Regions from separate parts of the Gossypium hirsutum genome. Here region 1 is linked to region 2. A link is a contact called in public Hi-C data. All regions are on one chromosome and are shown on one strand. Each heading gives the region's core, a stretch centred on a gene start, on an enhancer-like site or on the middle of the called end of the contact. The rest is flanking DNA. Distances are from core to core; before and after follow the strand shown.

Region 1 (5,015 bases), core at 1,659-4,158, 260 kb before region 2:
TTATGTGAGGTTTACCCATCATCGTCCTGGGACACGTAAGGAACCCTATTGGGTAATCACTATCCTTTAGTTGCTTTCAAAATGCATCATTACCATGGGGTTTTCCTTCAATATTCATATCAAAGTTCGTGTTTTTAGTCCCGATGTACCCCTTTAGACTCCACCGCGGTGAACAGACATAGACTCTTTTGACAAACCCTTCATGCACTAACATAATTCACCTTCATCTTTAACTCCACAACTTAGACTTAACTGATCATACCTATAGAATACATCTAAGACACACATATACAACCAAACCTACTTCTCAGATTCCATACCATAATATGTATTTAATCATATAGTTACATGACCATCATACTATACTTCTCTAGCTTCGGTTTTATAGTTCAATCAGTTTGTACAGAGATATTTCATGTGAACAATATACATGCAAGATTCGGTGCAAAAACTCACTTGACAACTATGAACAGCAGCTTGAACTTCAGATCCAACAAGGAACTGGAGTAACCACTACTTATAATTTAGAAGAACACCATTAAAACTCATTCGTAACCTTTACCATCAACACAAACCCATATAACCCTTATACGAAACCTTAATTCTTCATCTTACTATTCATACGCTCTTATAGACCTACTATTTCATAGCATAACATACAAAGTCATAAAACTTACCTTGACATGGAGCTATTACTCATAAAATCCAGGATCTCAACTTTAGTTTAGAGAAGTGCCTTCGGTTCTTCAAGCCTTAGATAACCTTGTCTTAGAAGAAAAAAGAAGAAAACTCCCCCTTTCCAAAACTTGAATATCTATTATTATAATCTAAGTTCTTATTGGAACTTGACAAATGTCACATTATTACTGAATTGTCTTATAAAAAATCTATAACTTTCGAGAGAATGAATTGAGTATTCCTTTATATTTTAACTATTCTAGTTCACATTTAGTTGGTTCCTAATCAGTTTACCTTGCAACTTAACCTGCACAATACCACAGTTAACGGGCGTACTATTCCTGACGCGAATTCATATTCTCGGTACCAATTTTACTTGGCCATTGATCGTATTCCAATTAACATAGCCATCTGACAATGAATCTTTATTATCTTAACCATATAATTGTACACACTCGCTCTATGCGCCGAAAGATGCATTTGGGCAAAGCTTACTCCGCCAATCATACTACCTTAGGATTATACGCCAAACCTTGTACTCACTAGAACCGAAGTGTTACATTATTACTATTCTTAATAATTTATCTAATTTAATTTCAGTTAATGATTCAATCCTACTATTTCCATATTCAACATGTGACTATTTAATCATAATTTATTTAAAAATTCGGTTCAAAATTGAATTTTTCGACAATGTAGAAAATCGAGCCATTACAACAACTCCTAAATAGAATGAAACTCTTGTTAATCTAAACAACAAACATTATGGTGGAACTAAACTTTCTTGTTAGCTAAGAAACATAAAACTCCTAGATACAATATTTGGCTCATATATAATAAAAATTAAGCATTAAAGTTGAACACAATAAGATTTAAACTCGAATTAAAGCTCAAAACTCGTAATTTTCTGTAATAATAACATCCAAAATTTCTGCTTGCACGGTCTTCTCTAAAACAGTCATAAGTTGAGTCTCTGGACTCAAAATCGAGTGATTCAAAGTGCGTTTCGAAGCTAAGAGATAGCTCTTTGAATGCTATGAGATATCTCAATCAAGAAATGTCTAGATCCCATCCAAAAAGTCATCGCAAGTCAAATGATTTTTCAAATTTAAAAATTGACAACTTTGATGAATTGAATTTAATAAATTTCACCTCATCTATACGTATATAATTAGCAAATGTAATATATCCCTTGGCCATGCACAAACTGCATAGCACCACTTCTCCTGGATTTAGTTCCTTGTTTTGAAAAATAAACCAGTTCCTTTGCTTCCAAATATCAAAGCAATCCACAACAAAACAGATTTTTCAGTCCACCTGCCTCCCCGAGATGCTCCGGCAGTTTCCAATGCTTCCTCACAGCCAAGATTAGAAATCCCCAGCATAAAACATGTTCTTCACATCTTTTAAAACTAATTGACCCCAAACTTCTGTAGCACCAAAGTAATATCTTAGAGCATGAAGAGCGGTATCAGGATAACACCTGAAAATTGGGCAAAGATCTGAGGTTGAAATGCCTCTCCTCAATTGCTTACTATTTGTCAGCAAACGCTCCCTGACGGTTAGCCCTCTAATGGCCTTGAAACTTCCAAATCACATTCTATTTCCCAATTTGCACCAACAAGCTTGTGATGTGCTGCTGCTACAGTGCATATACCATTCACTGTGTCTCACCAAAAACTTAGGTCCATATCTGTAGTCACTGAAGCAATTTTTACAGTTGTTTGATGGTCCAAGTAAGGCACGAAACGATTCCAATCCCCAAAAGCCTTCCAGTCCACATAATAAAAAACGTTAGCTGAGCCTTGCAACATCATTGGGATCTCAAAATGTTGAATCAAAGGACCCATACATGGAATCCAAAACTATCCTTCCAAAACTTCACTGTTTTACCATCCCCTGTAACTCACGGAATACATTCACTTTTTGTTTTTTTCCTCCTTTTACCTTCCTAACAATAGTAACGCAGCAGGCTGGAGACGTTTATCACATGACTGAAACACCCTTATTCTCACAACCCTCACCGCTTTATGTACACGTTTAGCTAACACATACCTCTCGTCATGGTTCAACTAATTTCAATATCTTAAAGCACCTTTAAAATATAACCACGTGGTCTCAAAAGTAAGCGCGTACAGTTCCTTATCACCTACGCGAGTGGGAATACTTGGCGCTCTTTTTTTCACGATGGCAAAGCAACTCTATAAATTGAGGCAAGCCATATACAAGGATTCATCCAAAACGCCCCTTCGCTCTCTAGAATTTTCTAATTATATTTCCATTTCTCTCTCCCTCTTTTGTGAAATCTCCGGTTTCCAAATATACCCCCCGTGATCTCAAAACTCCGGCGATTAAAAATTCTTGTTTCGATCTCGAGATCTTATTATCATTGCCGGTTTCTTTCTGGAAAAACGGGGATTAAAGACGAAGAGGAGGGATAGAATCGGAAAAAGAAAGGAAATCGCATGAGCTGGTTGGGAAATCTGGGTTTTACTTGCTTCTCTTCGTTGAATTCTTCCAACCATTTTATAACGTGTCTTTTAATTTTTATTCTTCATTACTCCCCTCAATTACCTCCTTCGTTATTTAAATTCGAAAAAAAATCAACTGAGCCTTTATTATTATTGCTTAATTCTAATTCCAAACATAGTCCTCCCTTACATCTTAAATCTAAATCCTAATCCCGATCTTAATCCATGGAGTCGTCGGACAAGAGTAATCACCAATTGCGTGGAGGTTCGTTGTTTCTTTCTCTTTCTCTTTATGTTTTTTTGTCGGTAGTTTTGTTTAATTAATTGGAGATGCAGCTTATCTGACACCGTGATTCATTTGACAACATGCGATTGTATTAATAAAAATGAGGTGACTGGTTGTTTAAGTTAGTTTAACATTATTAGCTTTTCTTTTTCTTTAATTCTTAAAATTATTTATGTTTGACTAGTGATTATGTGTTATGTACGGAATTTTTTATTTAATAGGCAAGCTTAAAAATTCAAACATTCAATTTTTTTTTAGAAAACATTATTTATTTAAAACGTATCAAAGATTTTGTGTCATGTTTTTTGAAGTATACAAGGACAATTTTTTTTTCAGTATGATTTGCTTTTGTTAGATTGAAAAAAATATTTAAAGAAATGTTCTTTAAAAATTTTAAGGTTTGAGAATATAGTGAAAAAGCTATCAATAGATATATGTACAAAAATATTGAGCTGATAGTGGAAATCATGTCTAAATATACATGCATACAAATTATGAAGCATTGGGGCCATGTTGATGCTGATGAAATAAGGATCTCATTCTTTTTATTTAACATTTACTATATTTTCTGCTAATTTTCATGATATTAGAAGTTTCATTTGAAATTTGGCACAAGCTGAAAATAATAATTAAATAAAAGAAAACTTTTGGTTACTATTTGGAAGGTATTTGCTATCCAAATGGGGCGAGGAGGCCAGTAAGAACACCTTCAGTAATCGTGATTGGGGCTGGAATGGCTGGAATTGCAGCCGCACGTGCTCTCCATGAAGCCTCATTTCAGGTAACTAAATCTTCTAAATTTGGGGCTTCTCTATTTGCTTGATATGAAGGATGGAAAAGTGGATGGATAATTTCTTAATCAAATGATTAAGATTCATAGCCACTTTCCTACTTTGTAGTTTAATCATTAGATTGAGAAGTTTCCCATTCTCACTTTTTCCATCCTACGTACAAAGCAGAGCCTAAATCCAATGAAGCTTTTCTCTTTTTTATTATATTATATATGCATGACGGTATATTTGGCCATGAGCTTTCCGTTATCCTATAAGTCATGTTCGTCACTTCTTCAAGATTCGAATTCACTTGACCAAATCAAACATTAAGCATTTGGTGTCTCATTAAAGATGGAAGCTTTGCACATTTGGACTTATTTTTTATTGTTTCTTAGCGTTTGACAGAATTTGGTTGTGTTTTTAGGTTACGGTGTTAGAATCCAGGGACAGAATTGGAGGTCGAGTTCATACTGATTACTCATTTGGTTTTCCTGTTGACCTTGGTGCTTCATGGTACACTTGCTGGTTTTTTTCATTCTACTTGTGTACATGCAAATCCTCTCCAATTGTGTGAATGAATTTTATCTGACTAAATACTTCCAAAAATACAAATCTTTCAGGTTGCATGGAGTTTCGAAAGAAAATCCCTTGGCACCATTGATCAGTAGACTTGGACTACCACTTTATCGGACTAGTGGTGATAACTCTGTGCTGTATGACCATGACTTGGAGAGGTGAGAAACATTTATTCAAGGGACTAGTCTTTGATTCTATATGGTGGTCAGAACATGTTAATTGCTACTTTTT
Region 2 (5,808 bases), core at 618-3,117:
AAATCAATTGGTCATTTTTTATTCCTCATATTACGGACCATTTAGAATACCTACTAAAATAAGTCATCATTTCAAATCATAATCCATTCATATGAAGCAACTTAATATTGTTAAACCTTAGGTAATCAATGAACTAATATTTGCTTATATATTTTTCCCTTCATGCAAAAACCATTGAAGACGATAATGCACAAGATAATATTATAACTATGGAGTTTTATTAAACCAATCTATTCGAAAAATTACAAGTATAATGATAAAATAACTTCACTAATGGTATAAAAATCCAACAAAAGGGACATCAACTCAAAAGTTGTATAGATTTGTCATTTCATGCCTTTTGGAACTCCATATGGTTAATTGATTTGAGACAACTCGTGACTTGAACGAATCCCTTGGATGGATTCCCCCAACTGAATCTTTCTTTAAGATAAAATTTGTTGTTGATTATCTATCAGAGGATGGTTCAAGTAGTGACGGTATTCTATGTAATGATCATCGTGGTTTTGTCATTGTTGTCTACATAATGCAAATCCAAAATATTGCAAGCGCTTTTTTTTTCTTTTGTAACGAAGGCATATGCGTTGATCTAAGCACTTCATTTTGCTTTAAAGTTAAGTTTTTATACTATCATTCTAGTGAGAGATTCTCTTAATGTTAATTATGAGATTGTAAAAGTGAGGTATGGATACATGAATGATCAAACCGTTGATCTTCAATGGGAAGAAACTAGTTGGGGGGCTTTTTCATTGTCACTTGAGGCATGTCATTCAAGAAACAAAATTGGTGACACCGGGGACAAAGCCAAAATAATTTTTGGAGGAGGCCGAAATTAAATTAAAATTTTTATGAGAGATAAAATGTAATTTTTTTTCATTGCAAGCTTATAAATTTATAATTTCTAGAAGAATTAAATCATCATTTTATCATTTTAAAGGGCTAAAATTCAATTTTAACATTTTATTGACTTGTAATTTTTCAGATCTTAAAGAGGTTAAAACATAATTTTTCCATTTGAGGGGGGTCAGAGCCCTTACTTGCCCCCTCTAATGCTGCCCCTATGCAACCCATAGGTTGTCAGAGAAGGACTTAGGCCTCGCTCGGGATTGCTTATGAGATCAAAAACTATTTTTTTAACCACATAAACACCGCCAAACACTTGACTTCTAAGATTAATAATGAGGTGGAAATATGTTTTTCAATCTAAATGCATAAAATTGGAATTTAGGTTTTTTAGTTTTTGCCAATTGCATTTTCAAACTCAATTTATTAAAATACCTTTGTTTATATTAACTAGTTAAAATATATTTAAAAATATAGATTAATTTAAATTTTATTTATCACTAAATAACATTTATTATTGTATTTTAATTTTTAAAATATTTTTTGTAGCTTTAAATTTACAAACAATTTATTAATTATTAAATTTTTTTATGTATATTTCATATATAATTATATTAAATTATTTAAATATATTTATTTTTTAATTTTTAATATCATATCTTAAATAGACATTTTAACTTTAATTATAACTTTTTAAAGTAATATCAAATAGTAATTTAAATCACATTTCTTATTGCATTTTGCTACAACACTTTTAAATATATATTTTTTTCAAACCAAATTTTTTAAAACGACTTTTTAACCAATGATAATGCCAAAGTAGCCCTTAGAATACCAGACCAAAGGAGCTCCAGATTTTTTTCAGTGCAAAATAATAACCAGAGGAAAAAAAAAAGCTCTTGAAAAGTGTTTTGTGAATATATCTGAAGTATTATAATTTTGTATTAATATTTCGCGTAAATATAAAAAATAAATCATTTAAAAAACAAAAATCCAAATAAAATAATGTAGGATTGGAAGGGAGGGAGGCAGGCAGGCAAGAATTATACACAGGCCGACACGTGCTAAACTTACTCTCCAGTCTCTAGATTCAACTTCGGTCCCTCTAAATTCATGGAAACCAAATGGCTCTCCTTTTGCCATCTCAGCATTTCACCATTCCACGCCTGAATTTCCTCCTCTAAATTTTCTACTATATTAAGTAACGACATGCCTTTCCCTTCCCCTCTGCTACTCTGCCTCTGTCTCAAAGCTAACTAAACAAACAAACAACTAAAACACTAAATTTGCATGCACCAATGGCTCAGCTACTCTCTCCTGTATATACAGATACTCTTAAAATCCATAACCCATCTTTAAATATGAGCAGAAGAAGCTCATGGAAGGCCTATGCTAAGACTGGAGCTTCTTGGAGCTTGATGGGTCATGGTGGTCAAAGGAGAGGTTGTGGCAGAGTCAAGGTTGCTTCTGGAAATTCTGCATCTACTGATTCTCTTGCCGATGATTATTATGCTGTTCTTGGTCTGGTAATTCTTTTCACATTTCTTCTCACTTGTACTTTTCTATTTTATGATTATTATGTAGTTAGAAGTTAAAAACAGAAAATTGAAGTGTGCAACTATTTGGGTTCTTAATGATGAACTATGGGGCAGAACATTTCTTTAGTCGTGTTTTCTTTTGGTTTTATTTTGAGATTAGTAATTCTTGCTTGTTTCTTTCAAATTTATCGATTTGTTAGGGAGTGAATCTGACTGTTAAAGTGATTTTGTAGAATCATTGCATGGATAAGCAGTAATTGATATTTATAAAAACTTTATGTTTGCAAGTGATGTTGCTTAATGGATATTCATCATAGCCATAGCTACTTGGAATCTATATATTATCATGTCAAGGTAATTTTAATTTGACTTTTGTCGTGATTCAATCTCAGAAATCTAAATTTGTTTGCCATATTTACTTAGCTTCCGGACGCAACACCAGAGGAGATAAAAAAGGCTTATTATAATTGCATGAAGGCTTGTCATCCAGACCTAAGTGGCAATGATCCAGAGACTACAAATTTCTGCATGTTCATCAATGAGGTCTATGGGGTGTGTTCCCATTCAGAATGAACTTTATGTATTATGTAAATGTTTATTTGCCTACTGCTACAATGTAACTATTGCTTTGCAGGTTCTCAGTGACCCCGTACAGCGCACGGTTTATGATGAAATTCATGGCTATGCGTTGACTGCAATGAATCCTTTCATGGATGATTCCGCCCCAAGAGACCATGTATTTGTCGACGAGTTTAGTTGCATAGGTATGAGCTTTGCTTACATTTCTAGGTTTTTCTTTATGATTTAAAAACATATCAGATCAACCAGTTCAACTAGTGCAACCGGAAACTGGTAGATTAGACGGTTCAATCTTATATATTTAACCAGAATTATGACAAGCTAGAAAGAACCAAAAGGAATCAGAAAAATAAAAGTGCAAGAAATTATGTTCAAAGTATTTCAAATAAAATACAATTTATCTTTATCATTTGAACCATCCGGTTGAACTGTTTCAACCAGAAATTTCATTAATACCAGTTCTTTAAGTGATATGGTTTTGAAAACATTGATTTTTTCTGGTTGACATTCATAATTAGTTGTTAATGATTATTAATTTATAACCCAAGTGTCTTAAACCACTCCTCTGATATACAGAATGATAATGATCTCCTTTGAACTTAGAAATTTTGGCATTTCTAAATGCATATTGATTGCACATAAAGAATTGGAGCATGTACAAAATTTCAGCCACATTTGATCAAGGTTATGTCTTGCTTTATTTTTTCTGGACTTTTCATATTCCCTTAGGTACACATGTTTTCAGACATGCCTGTATAGGTATGATCCTGATGATATATAGAAAAACTGATTTAAAAAATGGGTATACATGTATTGGACACTTATACTAACATTCAGTTTGAGTGTAACATAGGTCTTTCTTAACTACAACCTAGTAGAGGTGCCTGTAATTTGAGCAGATTAGCTGTTAGGATACTTTTCTCTAAAAGTTTTTAAAAAGTTTTCATATGGAAACAATAACTGTAGCTAAAGTTACACTACTTGTGATTGGAAGGAAGTACCTACAAAGGCATAACTTCACCGCTACCAGTCTAAGATTCTAAACTGACACCTATAAGATGATTTTTTTTCCTTCACAGGCTGCAAAAATTGTGCCAATGTTGCCTGTGATGTGTTTAGAATTGAAGAAGACTTTGGACGAGCCAGAGTTCATAGTCAGTTTGGGAATCCTGAACTAGTGCAAGAGGCAATAGACAGTTGGTAGGTATTTGCTTCAGGGTATACTAATGTCATTATATCATTCACCTTACTTTAAGTATGCAAAATATAGTCAGCTGGAAACTGCTTTATGCTTCTTATCTCATATGTTTTATCTTCCGGTGATTTCTTTTGCATCTTATCAGCAGTGCCCTGCCACCATTTTCAACTTGCTTAACAATTTATCCAGTTCATTTTTACGATTATCAATCTTATAAGTAGGCTAATAGCCCCCTTGGTAAGAGAAACTTTAGAGTTGTTTGATGTTCATTTATGATCAACTAAGGAAATGGTGTGAAGTCATGTTCCAAAGCTATGATTAACATAAAGTTCAAACCATCAAATTCGATATTACATGGGAATCCTGATGAAGCACATTCATGAGAAAATTTCAGACCTTCGGTTGACTTGTCTGAATTATTACACTGTTTCCATAACTATTAACATATCAGATAAGCAAAGGAAGGAATTCTGGAAAGATGAACTTTTCAACCATGATTTCTTCTTCTGTTTTACTACCTTTTCTTCCTCTTATTGATTACATTAGTTATGTATTCCTGATATAATGGTCAACATTTTCTTGTAGCGATATAAGTAATCTCTGGTTAAATACAATCAATTATTGGAGCAATCAACCGAAACATTTGCGTGAAACTAAAATTTGAATTTTATATTGCTTGTAGTAAAGTTAAAGGGTTTACATGATTTACATGACATGATTGCTGATCAACATTGTCTTGTGTTATTTAGCCCAGTTGATTGCATCCATTGGACTTCTGCGGCACAATTATCATTGCTTGAAGATGAAATGCGCAGGGTAGAAAGAGTTAATGTAAGTAAGAACCAGTCACTCTATGGTTCTTTTCTCCTAAAATAATTAACCTTGATAAACTATGAGCATGTTAGATGGCATATGAATTACCTTAAAAGGATTAACAGATCAAATAATAATTAGACTGATCAACCATGGGTTTAAACACTGACTAACAACATTTTTTACATTGAAATAGTCTTTCGGTGATACAATTCATTAATCTATATGTTCAACCTAGTTGTTTCGGTTGCTAGAAGTTTGAGCCTTTTGAATGGATGACCAGGTTGCATTGATGCTTTCAGGAATGGGATCTGCATCAACAGATGTATTCAGAATGGTAAAACTAACTCTTGACTTATCTACTGACACCATATGCATTTCTGGTTTAACACTTTCTTAGACCATCTAAAAACCTCTAATTCTTTGGCAGGCAAGTTCTCGATGGGAAAAGAGGCAGGCAAAAGTTTTGGTAGGTATCTTTTTATTTCAATATTCTCAAATACATCCATGGGATTTTCTTTTCTATTTTACTTATATGACTTCTAAGCAAATTTAATTTATTTTTCTGTCCTCATAATAGAATAAATGTTTACTTATAATTTAAATGAATGCTTTCCCAACTCAAGGCTTAGTCCAGTTTAGATTTGGTAGTTAGTGTACGCATATTGTATTCTTGTTATTTTCTCGTGTTATGATAGTGTTTAAGGTGTATATTATAACTCGTTAATTAAAATTGGTAGATCTGTATATTTGTGTTATGACCTGATTTTTTTTTCATATCAAGTTCTTTGTTGTGTTTTAGTTATTTTTCATTGTCATATTTAATATTGCCAGGTC

What was found. Hi-C and Micro-C count contacts between places; a contact is called where the count stands out from the background.
Region 1: a contact with region 2 is called in a Hi-C map of leaf, with 1.8 times the contacts expected there. The contact joins the promoter of LOC107945473 here to the promoter of LOC107945477 in region 2. A contact is called at or near these places in 2 of 34 Hi-C or Micro-C datasets (both in leaf).

The regions. Positions count from the first base shown.
Region 1 is chrD12:32,694,824-32,699,838 of Gossypium_hirsutum_v2.1, reverse strand. LOC107945473 (polyamine oxidase 2) reads left to right here and starts at 2,908. Exons shown (of 10, transcript XM_016879494.2): 1 at 2,908-3,414; 2 at 4,101-4,216; 3 at 4,633-4,721; 4 at 4,829-4,942. The coding sequence starts at 3,375.
Region 2 is chrD12:32,431,708-32,437,515 of Gossypium_hirsutum_v2.1, reverse strand. LOC107945477 (chaperone protein dnaJ C76, chloroplastic) reads left to right here and starts at 1,867. Exons shown (of 9, transcript XM_016879497.2): 1 at 1,867-2,369; 2 at 2,805-2,933; 3 at 3,016-3,145; 4 at 4,040-4,160; 5 at 4,908-4,989; 6 at 5,255-5,308; 7 at 5,402-5,440. The coding sequence starts at 2,142.